Linked DNA regions of Hordeum vulgare: region 2 is linked to region 1. A link is a contact called in public Hi-C data. All regions are on one chromosome and are shown on one strand. The core of a region is the stretch at or near the end of the contact, and the rest is flanking DNA. Distances in the headings are between cores, read along the strand shown.

Evidence for each region. Hi-C and Micro-C count contacts between places; a contact is called where the count stands out from the background.
Region 2: a contact with region 1 is called in a Hi-C map of leaf, with 4 times the contacts expected there. The contact joins two enhancer-like sites. A contact is called at or near these places in 2 of 6 Hi-C or Micro-C datasets (leaf and seedling) and 1 of 1 datasets of contacts at active chromatin or transcription factors (embryo).

Annotation. Positions count from the first base shown.
Region 1 is chr3H:248,153,601-248,156,803 of MorexV3_pseudomolecules_assembly, reverse strand. It overlaps LOC123443608 (probable peptide/nitrate transporter At3g43790), which reads right to left. Exons shown (of 17, transcript XM_045120069.1): 14 at 2,755-2,799; 15 at 2,587-2,675; 16 at 2,440-2,483; 17 at 2,082-2,313. The coding sequence ends at 2,216. Among protein-coding and RNA genes, the nearest start is that of LOC123443609, 15 kb to the right of the region's middle. Within about 2 kb of position 1,548, at least 1 of the 3 cell types and tissues checked has open chromatin away from gene starts, as enhancers often do. A contact at or near this core is called in leaf, where this site is marked.
Region 2 is chr3H:248,494,541-248,497,743 of MorexV3_pseudomolecules_assembly, reverse strand. No RefSeq gene overlaps it. Among protein-coding and RNA genes, the nearest start is that of LOC123443610, 340 kb to the left of the region's middle. Within about 2 kb of position 1,588, at least 2 of the 3 cell types and tissues checked have open chromatin away from gene starts, as enhancers often do. A contact at or near this core is called in leaf, where this site is marked.

The DNA.
Region 1 (3,203 bases), core at 299-2,798:
CCTCCATGACAATTTCGTTCTTGTCCGGCAATCGATGCGCCTCCTGCACCAGCTGCGCGCGCCCTGGGTCTTGCTCAAACTCGACCTCGCGCGCGCCTTCGACGCCATCCCGTGGCCCTTCCTGTTCGAGGCGCTCCGTCGGTATGGCTTTGGGAGCAGATTCCTTGACTGGCTGGCCATCTTGCTGTCGTCCGCTTGCTCGCGGGTGCTGATCAACGGCGAGCCGGGTCCCCCTATTTGGCATCGTCGGGGGATGCGGCAGGGCGACCCTCTGTCGCCCCAACTTTTCGTCCTCGCCGTGGATACGCTGGGACGCCTCTTTCGACGGGCCATGTCCCTGGGCATCTTGGAGCAGCTGCACCCCCGCCGCCCCATCCCGGTCATCTCACTCTACGCAGACGACGTGGTACTGTTTTGCCACCCCTCCCCAAGCGACCTCTCCACGATCAAGGCGATCCTAGAGCTTTTCGGGCGAGCCACGGGACTCCACGTCAACTACAACAAGAGCTCCGCCACCATGCTCAACTACGCAGCGGGAGACAGGGTGCTGATCACAGAGCTCCTTGGGTGCAAGATCGCGGACCTGCCGCTCACGTACCTTGGGATCCCTCTCACCATCCGGCGACTCACTAGCGCCCAGTTGCAGCCCCTGGTTGACACGATTGGCGGCATGCTCCCTAACTGGAAGTCCAGGCTCATGAACAAAGCGGGCCGCCTAGCACTTGTCAAGTCCGTGCTCCGCGCCATCCTTATCCACCAAATCCTCGTCTTCGCCCCACCGAAGAAAACGATGAGGCTCATTGAGAAAATCGGGAGATGATTCCTGTGGGAGGGCCGCGCCGCCACAAACGGCGGCAGCTGCCACATCAACTAGCGTCGTATCTGCCGGCCCCTCCCCCTTGGTTCCCTCGGCGTCCAGGACATGGAGCGTGCTGGGCTCGCCCTACGGCTGTGGTGGCTCTGGTTCAGCCGCACTGACGAGGGTCGTGCTTCGCATTGCCTCGACCTCCAGTTCTCCAAGGAGGAGAACGCCTTGTTCTTCGCCTCCACCTCACTCATCGTGGGAGACGGCAGAACAGGCAAATTTTGGGAGGACCGCTGGATCAATGGCCGCTCCATCGGCGAGATCGTGCCACAGCTCTATGCTTGCATCCCCAAGCACCGGCACAAGCAGCACACCATCGCAGAGGGCCTCTTGAACTATGCTTGGACGCGAGATATTCACGGCGACATGGTCATCCATGAAATCGGTCAATACCTGCTGCTCTGGCGTGAAACCGAAGGCACTGCCCTCAACGACAAGCCAGACCAGCTTATCTGGAGGTGGACCTCGAGCGGCTCCTACTCTGCACGCAGCGCCTACCTGGCCACCTTCCACCACCTTCCACGGCTCCGCTAGCTGCGACGCATGGAAGCTGACATGGAGGAGCTGGGCCCCGCCACGCGTTAAATTCTTCCTCTGGCTCATCAGTCTGGATAGGTGCTGAACCGCGAACAGATTGCGCCGTCGTGACCTTCAACACCATCTGTGCTGCGTCTTGTGTGACCAGGAGCCTGAAACGATGAGCCACCTGCTCTTCACCTGCCCCTTCTCGCGACAGGTTTGGCATGAGACGCTCTCCTGGCTACGGCTAACCTGCCGACCGCCAGACCAAGAGGTCACACTGAACGACTGATGGATGCACGCCAAGCTGGAGACGCCAAAACCCATGCGCAAGGGCCTAGCCACGACTACTCACCTGACGGCATGTATGCTCTAGAAGCACCGCAACTCCTGTGTGTTCGACGGCAAGCAGCCATCCACCGCCCTGCTCGCGACTAGGATCAGAGAGGAGGCATCCCTTTGGGTTCGGGCTGGGGCTACTAGCCTTGGGGTGATCATGCCATTAACCTGGGACGTCCACTAGTTCTTGTACTTAAGTTTTTGCACCCCGGTGAGCCTCCTCCTCGGAGGCGTGTACTGCTAAACTATCTCCCTTTTCAATGAAATGCAGAGTCTTTGCGTTTTCTCGAGGAAAAAAAAAGGAACAAGTCTTGTGCGTAGGAGTTTTGACCCCCAAAAAAAGAGATCTTGCCACATCTGATCACACAAACAAAAAATTATGAAAAGTATCTGTGACACAATACACGGCGCAGTTTTTTTATCCAGGGCTGCAATCTGCGGTAGTGCCCCCAAGTTTACTTAACTAGCTAGATGAACATAATTGTGTGCTCATCATTTTAGCGCACTCGGCATAGAGAAAAATGGCTTGAACGTCAGCGAGAGCCCGATTACTGACACCATGTTCAGCATCCAGAACAGGATCTGATCACCTGCATATCGGATGATAAATCAAAGAAGTATATGCCCTGGTAATATGTACTTGCTTCCATTCAAGTCGAAAGCAAAGCTATCAGTATGAGTGCAATTAGCATGGGCTGGATGAGCAATGTGTTTACCTGGTAAGAACAATCCGGTTATGTTCTTCTGAGCCCATGAAAACCTAGATAAAGGCAAAAGTTAGCTAATTGGTTGGGAATCACTTGCGGCCAAGCAAAAACTCACAGGACTTCCTACTCACAAAATAAAAGAAACACTGTGCTTACAGAATTCCTGCTGCTGCTGGAGCTACTGCTTTGAAGATTGACATGAGAGTCACAGATATACCATTTGCTACACCCCTTTGTTCTTGTGCCTGTACATGTTTTCATTGGAGAAGTTAGAACATAGCAGAAATGAATCAAAGAAAACACAATGAGACAGATGATACATACCACCGCTGTGTTCTGCAGAATGTTGCAGGCAATAGTAATCGTAGCCTGTTCCATTTTAGATGAAAAATCAAAATATGTTCATGATTAAATTGTCTATTAAAATCCCTGTGGAGCTTGATTGTCCAAGGGTAATGCACATCCAATTTTATTTCATCTGCACGAGTGGTGCTCCATTATGGTCTCTTTAGACCCGCCCAAACTGTCATCAACGTGTTTTTATTCTTTTAAAGGAAGGCTCTATTGATCTTCCGTCCTATTCACCGAGATGATGAACATGTTTGTATAGGATGTTACTATGTAAGCAGTGAGGTCCGTGGCGGAGCTGGACTGACATAACAGGGGGGAAGGGGGGGGGGAGGCGAAGTATGAATGTTTGGAGCCAAATGGGAACATTTTCTTCCATCCGAGTCCTCTCAAAAGAATTCCTTCTAGGGTTTTTGCCAACCACC
Region 2 (3,203 bases), core at 339-2,838, 340 kb before region 1:
CTTAAGACTTTGGCACACCTTAATTTTTTTTCGTCCTCCGCCTCTGGATACTGTTCTGCCTATAACACCATCTTAGAGCTGTTAAACAGCAAAATTAAATATACGTGGTTATTCTACACATTTTTTTAAACAAGTTACATATGTGGATCATTTTAAACGGAGTTATGGTTAATTAATTATGAAGCAAACCGATTTAATATGACATCTACAAAAATTTAATTAAACGAAAAGTTTAAACATTTTTATCGTTTGTGAAAGTTGGATATTGTAAAACTACATAAAATTCTAAGCATTCCACATATTCAAAACATTTTAATCCATTACATGGTTATTTCATTATTAACATTTTAAAATCCGGACATTTTCTGTAATTATGAAATGCATTGAATAATTGACAAATTTGCACACACTAATAAAAACATGATTGGTCCGGATTGCAGCAGACTGAAGTGTCCCATGAGGATTCGGCCATACATTGAGAAAAACAGAGGCGACCTCGGTGACACAAAAATTAGTGAAAAAAGAGGTGCTGCTATGCTCACCTCTTGCCGTTGAAACATGGTTTCAACAATGTATTAAAATTCATCAAACGGATCTAAACCCAAACAAAACAGATATAACAGAGAAACAGGTAGAATTGCTAGCAAAAATAATCAGGACACAAGTGATTGATCCCAGGACCTCCTGGACGAGGCAAGGTTCCTAACCACTCCGGCTACTAATTTCTTCGTTTGTTAAACATGGTGCCAAACTTATATAACACCTAAATGCCAGAACGGATCTAGACAAAGATGGAAGTTTCAGATTGAACAGAAGCTGCTCACATCGGGAAATAGATGTCGGCGGCCACGGCGAGAGGATGCACATGAGGGACTGGGTGAGCTCGAGGGGGCATAGATCTGGGCAAGGGGGTCCCGTTCCCGGCGTTGGAAGCATCGGGCGAAGCTGTGGCAGCCACGAGCTTGGGTACCATGATGTGGGGATGATGTTCACACAAAAAAACAGAGAGGAGTTTCACAGGACAGGAAAGGAAGGAGGAAGAACGAGCGGACGGCACGGCGGGGCACTGGCCTGGTTCATGGTCCCTTGGTCGCGGGGCTCCGGCAGGCGAGGCGGCGAGGCCCAGCGTGCTGGACGACACGGGAGACAAGCGAGGCTGAGGACGGTATGAGGCAGAGGGCGGCGAGCTGACGCTGCATTCAAACATGGGCAGAGGAGGCAGGCGCCATGCGGGGCTGGAGGCAAACAGCGGCGGCATTGGCTACGAGCCGTGGAGAAGATAGAAAGCACAAAGATGAGAGAGGGAAAAGTGGAGGAGGAGGAGGAAGAAGGGAAAAGGAGGGCCGGCGGTGCTTATCAGCTCGCTGTTGGTTCCTTTGCCGGTGAGTCAGGACTCAGGCAGTCAGGCGTTCCTGGTGGCGGCACGAGGTGGTCGAATGGAGGAGCGGGAGCTCATCTGCGGGTGCGGGAGGCTCTCGAGAAAACAGACGAGATCGATTTAACGGCACGCATGGCGAGGTGGAGACGATGTTTGGTCTTGGTTGGATCGGCAGGGAAGGCAGGTTGGTGTGTTGAGGAAAATGATGAGGAGACTTGTCCGGCGGCGGGGATGGGACATTGTCCCTGTTTCCTAGTGTTTGCCTATGAAAAGGATCGGAGAGTCTTTCTTTTATAGGTACGGGAAAAATGAAGGGAACTTGAGCTGATTTTTGATCATCCGATCGAACGACTCTGATTAGAGGGACCGGCTTGGTGGGTTTAGGCCTAGTTTGGTTAAGGGGATTGGGAAGGTTTTGAGAGGGAGGGATTTCAGGGGATTGGGTCCTCTTAAATCCCCGGGGTTTTGCTTTCATTAGTCCCCCGAAGAGGGTTTTGAAACACATGGATAGGAAGAGATTGAAGGGGAACGGAGGGAATTGGGCTAAGCAATCCGAGGATCTGTGGGGTTTCTGGCCCTTTCGGGGATTTTCCTCACAAAACCTCCCCAATCCCCCTTAACCAAACGAGGCCTCAGTGGGCTAAGAAGAGGGAGAGCGGTTTGCACTGTGGCTACAGAGTTTTTTAAAACACCGAAAACATTCGTTAATAAACGGGCTAGTGCCAGTATATATTTAACAGTTCCGGTATCAAGCGAACTCCAAATGCGGTCAAATTTGGCAGGCGCTCTACCAACATTAAAATAAGACTGCACACCAACTTTCAATCCATGCCGAGAATATTTTATACACAGTTTTAAAAACAGTATTTTAGCAATGTCACGTGTGCGTACGTGTGTGGTTGGTCTCAAGCAGTCAACGACTACATCGGAGAGAACCGACAACTAATAACGGATGCAAGTTTTGAAAAATGACGGCAACGAAGTGTCGATCCAATGCAGATGATGCGCATGATGCGATAATGAATGCAACAAACAAAAGAATCACACAATGAGAATGGCATAAAAGGGGAATCTTCTGGAGCGTCGGTTTCAGGCTGTTACAAACCTCGTGCACTAACAAGAGATCTCGACCCGAGATCTTAGAACGAAAGTGGGAAGAGGAAAAGAGACAAAAGAGGTAAAACTTAATTGCTTCTTGACAAACGAGTGAATCCAATTAATCTTGAAGCATGTAAAGAGATGAAGAATGGCATGAGGCACAAGCAAGAATTCAAAAGAAATTTCGGCAACACTTTGATAGAAAATGAGGCAGAACTTGATTAAATGGAAGAACTTGACAAGAGGAAACAACACTCTCATTAAATGAACAAACAAGGAAAGAACATAATCTTGACAACCCAAAATGAATGTGGAAGAGAACAACACCACAATAGCTACGGAACAAGAGAATATAGACTAGACCATTTGACGGGGAAGAGAATGACAACTTCTACCACAATTGAAATTGAAGAGCATCCTTACAGGAAGAATTGGACGGAGTTGTTGGAAAATCAACAACGAGAAGAACAAGCTTGTTGTGGGCCTATGGAAACCATCTCAAAATTATGAGGTGAAAACCAGCCACTAACAAAAACAGAGATTGCTTGGAAGCAATAAGATATGCAAAACCTCTTACACCAAGAGGATATAGAGAACTTGGATCATGATATACACAATAATAGCAACAATCCTTAGAAAAAGCTTTAGGTGAAATCCAAGCCAAGATAACTTCAATGAAGAAATCATGGGTTGAAAATATCTCATGATCGAAGAAATTGGTGGGTTT